Linked DNA regions of Sus scrofa: all the other regions are linked to region 2. Evidence: chromatin contacts called from public Hi-C and HiChIP or PLAC-seq data. All regions are on one chromosome and are shown on one strand. Each heading gives the region's core, a stretch centred on a gene start, on an enhancer-like site or on the middle of the called end of the contact. The rest is flanking DNA. Distances are from core to core; before and after follow the strand shown.

Evidence for each region. A called contact is a pair of places that touch in the nucleus more often than the background predicts. HiChIP or PLAC-seq counts read pairs in DNA pulled down with a chosen protein or histone mark.
Region 1: a Hi-C map of skeletal muscle shows a contact between it and region 2, with 4 times the contacts expected there. The contact joins the enhancer-like site here to the promoter of SPATA20 in region 2. A contact is called at or near these places in 2 of 5 promoter capture datasets (fetal skeletal muscle and liver), 21 of 47 Hi-C or Micro-C datasets (adipocytes, adipose tissue, alveolar macrophages and 13 more) and 2 of 2 datasets of contacts at active chromatin or transcription factors (alveolar macrophages and skeletal muscle).
Region 3: an H3K27ac HiChIP or PLAC-seq map of alveolar macrophages shows a contact between it and region 2. The contact joins the promoter of XYLT2 here to the promoter of SPATA20 in region 2. A contact is called at or near these places in 1 of 47 Hi-C or Micro-C datasets (subcutaneous adipose tissue) and 1 of 2 datasets of contacts at active chromatin or transcription factors (alveolar macrophages).

Annotation. Positions count from the first base shown.
Region 1 is chr12:26,970,978-26,974,187 of Sscrofa11.1, forward strand. ABCC3 (canalicular multispecific organic anion transporter 2) reads left to right here. Exons shown (of 33, transcript XM_003131575.6): 32 at 2,121-2,315. Among named protein-coding and RNA genes, the nearest start is that of ANKRD40, 23 kb to the right of the region's middle. Within about 2 kb of position 1,509, at least 38 of the 83 cell types and tissues checked have an H3K27ac peak or open chromatin away from gene starts, as enhancers often do. A contact at or near this core is called in adipose tissue, epiblast stem cells, mesenteric adipose tissue and 3 more, where this site is marked.
Region 2 is chr12:26,827,521-26,830,823 of Sscrofa11.1, forward strand. It overlaps SPATA20 (spermatogenesis associated 20), which reads left to right and starts at 1,966. Exons shown (of 16, transcript NM_001159313.1): 1 at 1,966-2,086; 2 at 2,218-2,397; 3 at 2,522-2,586; 4 at 2,787-2,941; 5 at 3,019-3,162; 6 at 3,265-3,303. The coding sequence starts at 2,010.
Region 3 is chr12:26,639,364-26,642,307 of Sscrofa11.1, forward strand. XYLT2 (xylosyltransferase 2) reads left to right here and starts at 1,439. Exons shown (of 11, transcript XM_005668924.2): 1 at 1,439-1,695. The coding sequence starts at 1,561.

The DNA of each region.
Region 1 (3,210 bases), core at 259-2,758, 140 kb after region 2:
GAGATTCCAAAACTCTCTTCGGTCCTCTCTTGTGAGGTTCAGTACTGTGCTTGGCCTGAGGAGGGGGGTGTGGACTGAACCTGTGGAAAAGATAAGCAGAAACCTACTGTGCTTTGGAGAAATCTTATATATTTCCTGAGGTGGATGCAATCTTGTCTGTGGTTTAGAACTGAGCAAAGTAAGCACTGTAGGCCTTTCTTTGCTTCATTATGGCCCCAGATTTTACGTCCCCAGTCCCTGGGCCATGTATCAGGGAGGGCCAGAGTCACTTCTTCCTGAGTCCAAAGGCTTGAGATACTTATACCTGTATTAGCTGTGTGATTTGGGGCAAGTTGCTTAACCTCTCTGTGCCTTCTTTTCCTTCACTCTCAAATGGTGATAATAACATTCCCATAACTTTTAGGACCATGTTGCCCAATAAGGATATAATGTGAGTCACGTGTGTAATTAAAATTTTCCTAATAGCCACATTAACAAAAGAAATGGATGAAATAAAATTTAATCGTTTATTTTATTTAGCTCCATATATCTAAAATATTATCTTTTCCACATATCACTGATATAAAATTATTACAAATATCTTACATTTTTTTCCTATTAAGTTTGAAATTGCGTGTGTATTTTCACACTTACAGCACACCTCAATTCAGACTCGCCACCTTTCAAGTGGTCAGCAGCCACTTGTGGCCAGTGGCTATCATTTGGACAGAGCTGTCTCAGGGTCACTGTGATAAAGTGGAAAACCCTTAGCCTGGATACACTCCTGAGAAATTCAGCCCTTCTTATTATTCCGCTCAGTCCCTACCCGTGGACTCTCTCCAGACCTCAAAAACAAAAACAAAAACCTGTACATTTGCTCAGCCCTTAATAATGTTCAAGGCACGCTGGCCTCCACTATCGCCTTTCATCTTTACTGCAGTCCGAAATGAGGCTCCAAAGTATAAAGTTATCTGCCCAAAGCTGCTCAGCTAGCAAGGGGTGGGGCAAGGACTCAGGGAAGTGGGGGGTTTTGCCCCGAACCTTTCCTTGCTGCATCATAGACACTGGCGGGACGCCCCTGCCTCCCCAGGCAGCCCTGTAAGACGGAATGTGCACTTACGCAGCCCCGTTGTGGTGGCTGATGGACACGCCTAGGCTTCCGGACCCTGTGCCCCATAGCTGGGTTTTGGTCCCTTCTCCTATCCCTGTTTGCCATCAGCGGTTCCCCCAGAGCCACCCCTCCATCCCCGCAGATACCAGGACCCAAGACAGGGATCCACCCCCCTCCTCCCTCACTGTGCTTGTAGCCACTTTAAATCTAACCTGTGTCCTGTGCCAGTCCCACCATAAATCAGCCCTGAGTTCTATCTGGCGGCTTGTTCTGCTGCCAAAACCTTCATTAGTTGCGGGAATGGGCCGGGGAGAGAGCCTGGCCTTCGCTCCGGCTGCGGTGACTCACCCCTTAGGGAAGGGCCAAGGTATTTGTCCTTGGGTGTGGGGGTGCTGCCGTCTCTGTGGTTGGGAACACAGCCTCACTTTGTTCTCGAGCTCTGGCTTCCAAGGCAGGAAGTTAAAGGTATGCAGCCCGCCCCTCCTCCACCTGCCTAGTGACCAGACACCGAAGAGTCCCTCAGGTCCTCCTCTGCCCTGTCCCTTCCTTGTTCCCACAACAGAGCCCTGGCCTATATTCCCCATGGGGGTGGGAGATGACTGCATTGTGTGATATTAGGCTCAGCAAGATAGCGGGAGGCACGAAAATATCCAGGAAGAGTCATTTACGTGTGTTCTTACTAAGGTGTAAATGACTAATTGAAGCAGAGAAACATAGTGACACTAGTTGAGGAGCGATGACGGGGAAGAAGGCACAGAAGGAGGAGGCCAGGGGTGCCAGAGACAGACTGGGGATTTCACAATGTTGCTATGTACTGGCTCTGCCCCCAAGGCCCCTCATTATCCCTGTGATGTCCAGACCTCAACTCTGGGTTCCAGGAGTCCTGGGCTAAGGCAGAAATGGGAGAAGTCAGACCGAGAGCCAGCCCTGGGCCACTGGGAAGGAGTGGAGACAGAAACAATTGGGGAGTGAGGCCTGGGGGCAGGTTGGGGGCGCCCAGCTGGAGATGCCTTACCTTTCCCATTCTCAGCGTGGGCCAGCGGCAGCTCGTGTGCCTGGCCAGAGCCCTGCTTCGTAAGAGCCGCATCCTGGTTTTAGATGAGGCCACAGCCGCCATCGACCTGGAGACGGACGACCTCATCCAGGCCACCATCCGCACCCAGTTCGAGGCCTGCACGGTGCTGACCATCGCGCATCGGCTCAACACCATCATGGACTACACCAGGTGGGGCACGGGAACCACCCGGGGGGGACCTGGTGGGGTGGCCCGGGCCATAGAGAGGTGGCAGGCAGATGAAGGACATCTGGTTGTGTGGGTATGGGACCATTTGTGGGATGGTCTAGGGTATGGGGGGAGTGCAGAACAGAGGGGGTTAGCTGGGCACCGGGGGCACAGTGATGTTTTCTGAAACCCAAGGGACACTTTGGTGTTACCAACATGTGGGGGGGCACGCTGGGGCTCCCTAGACATAGTCCACTTTCTCCCAGCCTCTTATTAATGCTATGAGGTGAGGGGATCCAGATCCATTGGGCCAAATCCCATCCCCACCCTGTGAGGTGGGTGTACAGACTAGGAAGCCACTGAGGAAAGGTGCATGATGCTTGGGTCCCTGCCTTGATGGGACCCTGATGGCACCATGTGGAGCAGATGTTTTGTGGTGGAAAAACTGAGGAGTCTCAGGCCCAGCTCTGCTGCTGACTGGTTTGTGACCTTGGGCCATTCGCAGAACCTTCATGAACTTCTCTCTCTCTCTGTTGGGGTTGTTGAAAGCAGTCAATGAAATCAAGCGTTTAAAGTGTAGGTGGGGGAGTTCCCATTGTGGTGACAAGGAAACAAATCCGACTAGTATCCATGAGGATGCGGGTTTGATCCCTGGCCTTGCTCAGTGGGTTAAAGATCTGGGTGTTGCCATGAGCTGTGGTGTAGATTGCAGATGCGGCTCAGATCCCGCAGGGCTGTAAGCTGTAGGCTGTAGGCCAGCAGCTGTAGCTCCGGTTGAACCCCTAGCCTGGGAACCAACATATGCTGGAGATGCAGTCCTAAAAAGCAAACAAACAAACAAAAAAAACATAGAGAAATTAAAAAAAAATAAAGTACAGGCAGTCCTAGGAAATATTCA
Region 2 (3,303 bases), core at 716-3,215:
GGCTTCTGCTGTTCCTCAGCCCTGACTCACTGTGCTGCCACCGGGCCTTTGCATGTCTGTTCCTCCTGCTTCCCCAGCATTTCCCCCATGCCCTCCCCAGATTCCATCCTTTGGTTCTTCAAAGGCTGCCACACAAATGTGACTTCCTCAGGGAGGCCTTCTTCCCCTGTCTCTCCCACCAGACCAGGTTCCTTGTGACACCGAGTCATGGCACTTCTCGAAGTAGGTGGTTGTGCATTCATGAGTATGACTGTTGGATTCGCTTCTTCCTCCCTCATCTGACTCTGAGGAACACAAGGGCAGGGGCCTGGCTTTCTCTGTTGACCACTGTACCTTACAGAGGGCCCGGTAGGTGGTGGGTCCTTGGTCAATATTGACTGAATGCAACACGTGAGTTATGCCAAGTATCTAATAGGACGTAAAGTTGGCTCGTCATTATGATTCAGGGAAGGCTTCCTGGAGGAGGTGGGATTTGAGCAGGACGTTGAGGTGGAGAGGCAGAACAAGGGGGAAGCTGACTGGCCTGGAGCACCTGGACAAGCCACAGCTTTGCCTCTTGCTTCATTTCTCATTTATAAAACAGGCAAGGGAAAAAAAAAAGTGAACTTGTAGTTTGGAGTTCCCGTTGTGGCTCAGTGGTTAATGAATCCAACTAGGAACCATGAGATTGTGGGTTCCATCCCTGGCCTTGTTCAGTGGGTTAAGGATGCGGCGTTGCTGTGAGCTGTGGTGTAGGGTGCAGACATGGCTCGGATCCCGTGTTGTTGTGGCTGTGGCGTAGGCTGGCAGCTACGGCTCCGATTAGACCCCTAGCCTGGGAACCTCCATATGCCGTGGGAGCAGCCCAAGAAATGGCAAAAAGACAAAACAAACAAAAAACAAAAAACAAAAAAACAGGCAAGGTTAGACAAAATGACCAGAGGCTCTGGTGTTCCACAGCCCTGGCATCCTCACAGCCCTCCAGTTCTCCTCAGGAGGGTTATCCCAGCGCAGGCTGCTGTTTGAGGTCCAGCCCAGGGCGCCCCCGTTCTGGGCACAGACCTCCTCCCAAACCCGGGCTATCCGGCCTGCAGTCCCGCGACCGGCCACCGAGCGGCGCTCGGAGACCAGCCACGCGGCCCGCTGTTTTGGCGAAGACGCGCAGCGGCTGAGTCCGTGCCCGGGCCCGCCCCTCGCAGCCTCCGTCCCGCTCGCCTTTCCTGTCCGCGGCGTCCCAGCCCACGGCCGTCAGCAGCCATGCTGGGCGCGCGGGCCTGGCGGTGCCGCGGCCTCCTGCTGCCCCGCGCCGGGCCGGGCCTCGTCGCGAGCCTCAGGTACGGGCGGGCGAGGGGTGCCCTTGGGCCAGTCGTCCCACTTTGGTCCCCAGCGCCTGCCCGGCCAACCCCTTCATGCCTGCATTCTCCCCACCCTCAAGCCCTGTCCTGCCACCTGGCCCAGGGCATTAACGCCCTCCTGTCCTCCCCGCCAGCTGCGGGGACTCTGTTCTGACACCACCTCCAGGAAGCCTTCCTTGAACCCTGATGCTGGGTCAAGGGTCTTTGTCCAACAACACCCTGCTGGGCTGGCCTGTCACAGTCCTCATTGCTGCGGGGCTCTGTCATTATTTCGGTCTGCCCCACAGTGCCACCTGCCCAGGCTGAGCCCCTTGAAATCAATTTCTGAGTCTTTGGGGGTCGTGAGGGTCTGGCACAGGACCTGGCCCCCTGGAAGTGCCCTGTTGGTGGATGTTGAGTGAGGAAGTCCTGGGTGTCAATTTTCTTCTGCTTGCCCCTCACCCGGTGCAGTCCCAGACCCAGCAGTGGGCAGCCTTCCTGCCCAGACACACACACCCGGGCATTCCAGAGAGACCCGTCCAGCACGGCCACCTGGGGCGGGGCCCACTTAGGGGGAGAGAATGGAGCCAGAAGGACCGTTCTGCCCATTGTGACCCGCCCTGACCTCACAGCCATCACCCTTCCCACCACCAGGTCTGAGAGTTTGGGGGAGACGAACCTGGCAGGGAGCCCCCAATGAGCCACCTTTCTTCACCCCCCCCAAAACACAAGGGGGAGCACAAAGGCCACGGTCTCCCCCGTGGTTCAGAAAGGTGGGTTGGGCTGGGAGCTGGAGCTTCCAGGAGGGATGCCAGAGGGCAAGGTGGGGTGGGACGGGGCTCTGGGGTAGGTGTAGGGGGAGGTTGGGGGGAACCTCTGAGCCTGACCCACCTGCTCGTGCCAGGGGTAGCTCCCCCCGGGACAAGGACCGCAGCGTGACAGTCAGCAGTTCAGTGCCCATGCCTGCCGGAGGGAAAGGGAGCAGGACCAACTGCTCCCAGTCCGCGCCCCAGAAGACCCCCAACCGCCTGATCAATGAGAAGTCACCGTATCTCCTGCAGCATGCCTACAACCCTGTGGACTGGTGAGTCCCTCTCCTGAGGCCTCCCGGGGCAGCTGGACCCTCAGCCCCTCCTATCCCGCCCGCCCCTCCCTCCCCCCCCCCTCGGCCCAGGCTAGTGAGTGATGCCCCACCCTGTCGGGCCCAGGTACCCCTGGGGACAGGAAGCCTTTGACAAGGCCAGGAAAGAAAACAAGCCAATTTTCCTTTCAGGTACTGTACCCCCCTTCCCTGCGATGGGCGGTGGGAAGTAGTGATGGATGGGGGGTAGGGGAAGGGTCTTCTGGGCCTGGGGGCCTCCCAGGAAACTAGAGGTCAGGGTGTCTTCAGCCCAGCGAGGGGGGGGGCGCTTGGCTGGCCCTCCTGTGCCCATCACTGGCCCCCCCTCCCCCGCCCCCATGGCCCCATTCCAGTGGGATACTCCACCTGCCACTGGTGCCACATGATGGAGGAGGAGTCCTTCCAGAATGAGGAGATTGGCCGCCTGCTCAGTGAGGACTTTGTCAGCGTGAAGGTGGACCGGGAGGAGCGGCCAGATGTGGACAAGGTGTACATGACCTTCGTGCAGGTGCGTGGTCTTCCCCTGGAGGGGGGTGGCCCGGGCCCACGGTGCCGCCCCCCTCACTCTTGCCCTCTCTCTGCCAGGCCACCAGCAGTGGTGGGGGCTGGCCCATGAGTGTGTGGTTGACTCCCAACCTACAGCCCTTTGTGGGGGGCACCTATTTCCCCCCTGAGGATGGCTTGACCCGAGTCGGCTTCCGCACCGTGTTGTTGAGGATTCGGGAGCAGGTGGGCACAGCGGAGTGGGGGTGGGGGTGATGATCGGGGGGGAGGGAGCCAGGGGTCCCCACCCGGTGCTGACCTCCAGGTGTGCCCTCCACCCTCCCGCAGTGGAAACAGAACAAGAAAACCCTGCTGGAAAACAGCCAG
Region 3 (2,944 bases), core at 189-2,688, 190 kb before region 2:
TTTTAGGGCGGCACCCACGGTATATGGAGGTTCCCAGGTTAGGGGTCTAAGAGGAGTTGCAGCCACCAGCCTACACCACAGCCACAGCAATGCCAGATCCGAGCCGTGTCTGCAACCTCCACCACAGCTCAGGGCATCGCCAGATCCTTAACCCACCGAGCAAGGCCAGGGATCGAACCTGCAACCTCATGGTTCCTAGTCGGATTCGTTTCCACTTCGCCACGATGGGAACTCCTAAACCGTTTCTTTTTTCAGACCTCTGTGTAGTGATTCTTAAAGTCTTCATTGCATATCTTCAGTCTTGGCATTGTTCTTTTTATTGCTTCCTGCTCACAGAGCTTGCGCCTGGCTACCCTGGGCGCTGCTGTCCGTCTTCTTCCCTTTCCTTTCTCAGTGCACCTGCCAGGTTTGGGGGAGGGTTCCAGGGGTTCAGGCCTTGTCTCCACGGTGCTTGAACATGTCAGATTTTCCAAAAATGGTAGGGCGAGCTGATGAAACGGAAAGTTGGACTGCACTTGCTCTTTCTTTCGCAGCGTTTATTGAGCATTGCTGGGTGTCCATTGCCGGGCTAAGGGTTCAAAGGTGAAGAAGGCATGATTCCAGAGAAATCGCAACCGAGTATATGAACAGTACGCGACTGCCCAGTGCTAGGGAAGCCTTTGGGGAGAATACCACCAATGAGAAGGGGGAGTGGAGCAGAGGGGCAGCTGCTAAGTGTTGGGCACAGGAAAGAGCTCGTGCGAAGGTCTAGTGATTCTCTAAGTGTGTTCCAGACTAGGAGCTTCAGCATCACCTGGGAACTTGAAAATTCGAATTCTCGGCTTCCACTCCCGACCTACCAAAGCAGAAACTCTGGGAATGGGGAACAGCAATCTGTTTTATCAAGTCCTCGGGGGTGATTCCGACAGCACCCCGTCAGAATCTGACAGAGAACCACCACGGCTCCAGTACAGGTCAGAGGGTGCTTAGAGGAGAGTGAAAGCAAGACTTTGCGAAGGGCCTCAGACGCCGGTCAAAGTAGTTAGACTTTGTTCCTTAGGTGCGGCCTCCAGGGTTTTTAGGCATGGGCTGTGGCACTCAATCTCCCCCAACTCAGCGCTTCTAGGAGCTCCAGCATTCTCTGTGCATTCGAGGACTGCGCGAGAGCTGATCTGCGCGGGGCTGAGCTCCCCCATCCCCAGCGACACCAGGCGGCTAGCCAGAGAGAGGTCGGGCCGCAGACTTATCCGCACCCTTGTTCCAGGAGGAGGTGACCACACACGTAGGAGCTGGTGCAGGGACCGAGACGCGGAAGGTACCGCCCGGGAAGCAGACCTGGAGAGGGAGGCCTGTACCCCGCCCCAAACACCAGGGAGCAGAGGCCGGCAGCTCCGCGGGCCCAGACTCCGCCCCTGGCCTGAGGGGCGCGGCATTTCGGGCCCGCGGGCCCCGCCCCTGGCCCCGCCCCCAGCGCGCGCCAGTCCCTCCTCCCTTGGGGCAAGTCGGTTCTGCCCGCGCCCGTGCGCGCGCCCGCGGCCGGGTTGCAGGGCTGGGCGCGCGCCCCGCGTCCGGGGCAGGAAGATGGTGGCGAGCGCGCGGGTGCAGAAGCTGGTTCGGCGCTACAAGCTGGCAATAGCCACGGCGCTGGCCATTTTGCTGCTACAGGGCCTGGTGGTGTGGAGCTTCAGCGTCCTGGAGGACGACGAGCCGGGCGAGGTGCTCCGATGGCCGGGCGGGCAGGCGGGCAGGCCCGGCGCGGGGGCGCGCGGGGTCCTGGAGGGGCTGCAGGCGGCCCCGGCCGGGAAGTGGGGCACCGGCCGACTGCGTCTCGCACGAGAGCGGCCGCCTGGAGCAGGACTTCAGACCCCTGGCGCTCCCTTCCCAGGAGGGCCCAGGGCCCTGTGCGTGGGGGCGGTGCGGGACCCGAAGGCCCGGGCCGCGGGGGACAGGGGCCCAGGAAGAGCGGAGCAGGTGTTAGTGGGGTGGTCTCCAGCCAGGGGAGCAATGAAGGTCAGGCGCTAGTGGCGGAGAGTGGGGCGGGGAGGCGGGTCCGGGTCCGAGCCTGCTCGGGAGATGGGGAGCCCCAGGCCAAACTTTCTGAAGTTGGGAGGGGGCGGGGGTTTGCGCGCCATGGGCAGAGGAATGGGGCGGAGGGACCCCAGGAATCCATGCCCAGCCACGCCTGAGGGGCACTGGCCAGTGAGGAAGTAGAGCTTGGGTGTGGAACTCTGACAACTGAGGGAAGAGGCAGGCAGTGACCCCAGGGGAGAGAATTGGAGTGTCCCTGAGGCGTGGCTTCTTCAGCCTGGGATCTGAGGAACCTGCTGGGTCTCCAGGAGAGGCTGGCAGAGGGCTTGAGCTGGTGAGATGGCCTCAGGACATTAGGAATTGGGGGCTGCCCCTCGAAGGGTGACAGCAGTAGCTGGTTTAGCAGAGCCCCAGGCCTGGGGCAGGGGCAAACCCTGTCCTGCTGAGTCCCTAGGCCCTTGCCCGGAGGGTCTCACTCACTCTTGGCTGTTGTGATTTCAGCTGGAGGTCCAGACCTGTCTTCCCTAACATGGTCGGAGGGTCCAGTGGGGTCTGGGACCACCTTGGAGGATGGGGGAGGATAGGCCAAACTCTGGCCCTAAGCTTTGGGCCAGAGGGCAGGCCTTCTCTGCCCTCATGCCTTGGTTCTGGTGCCTGTAGAGCTCTGTGTCAGACCCTCTGCTGGCCGTGTCCTTTCGGGCCCCTCCACCTGGACAGGTGAAGGCCAGAGGAGCCCTGATGTCCGCTTCCCCTTCCTGCATCTGGGCGGACTGGAAGGCCTGGGGTGGACACTGGGAGCTGCCTTTGCCTTTTTGGAAGAACCAAGAGACTGGGATGGTGAGGGGAGCTGGGACAGTGTCACACGAGACCCCAGCTCCAAAGGGAGCCGAGGGTGGGGGGTGGGGGAGGCTGACTCTGACATCTGAAAGGAGTGAGC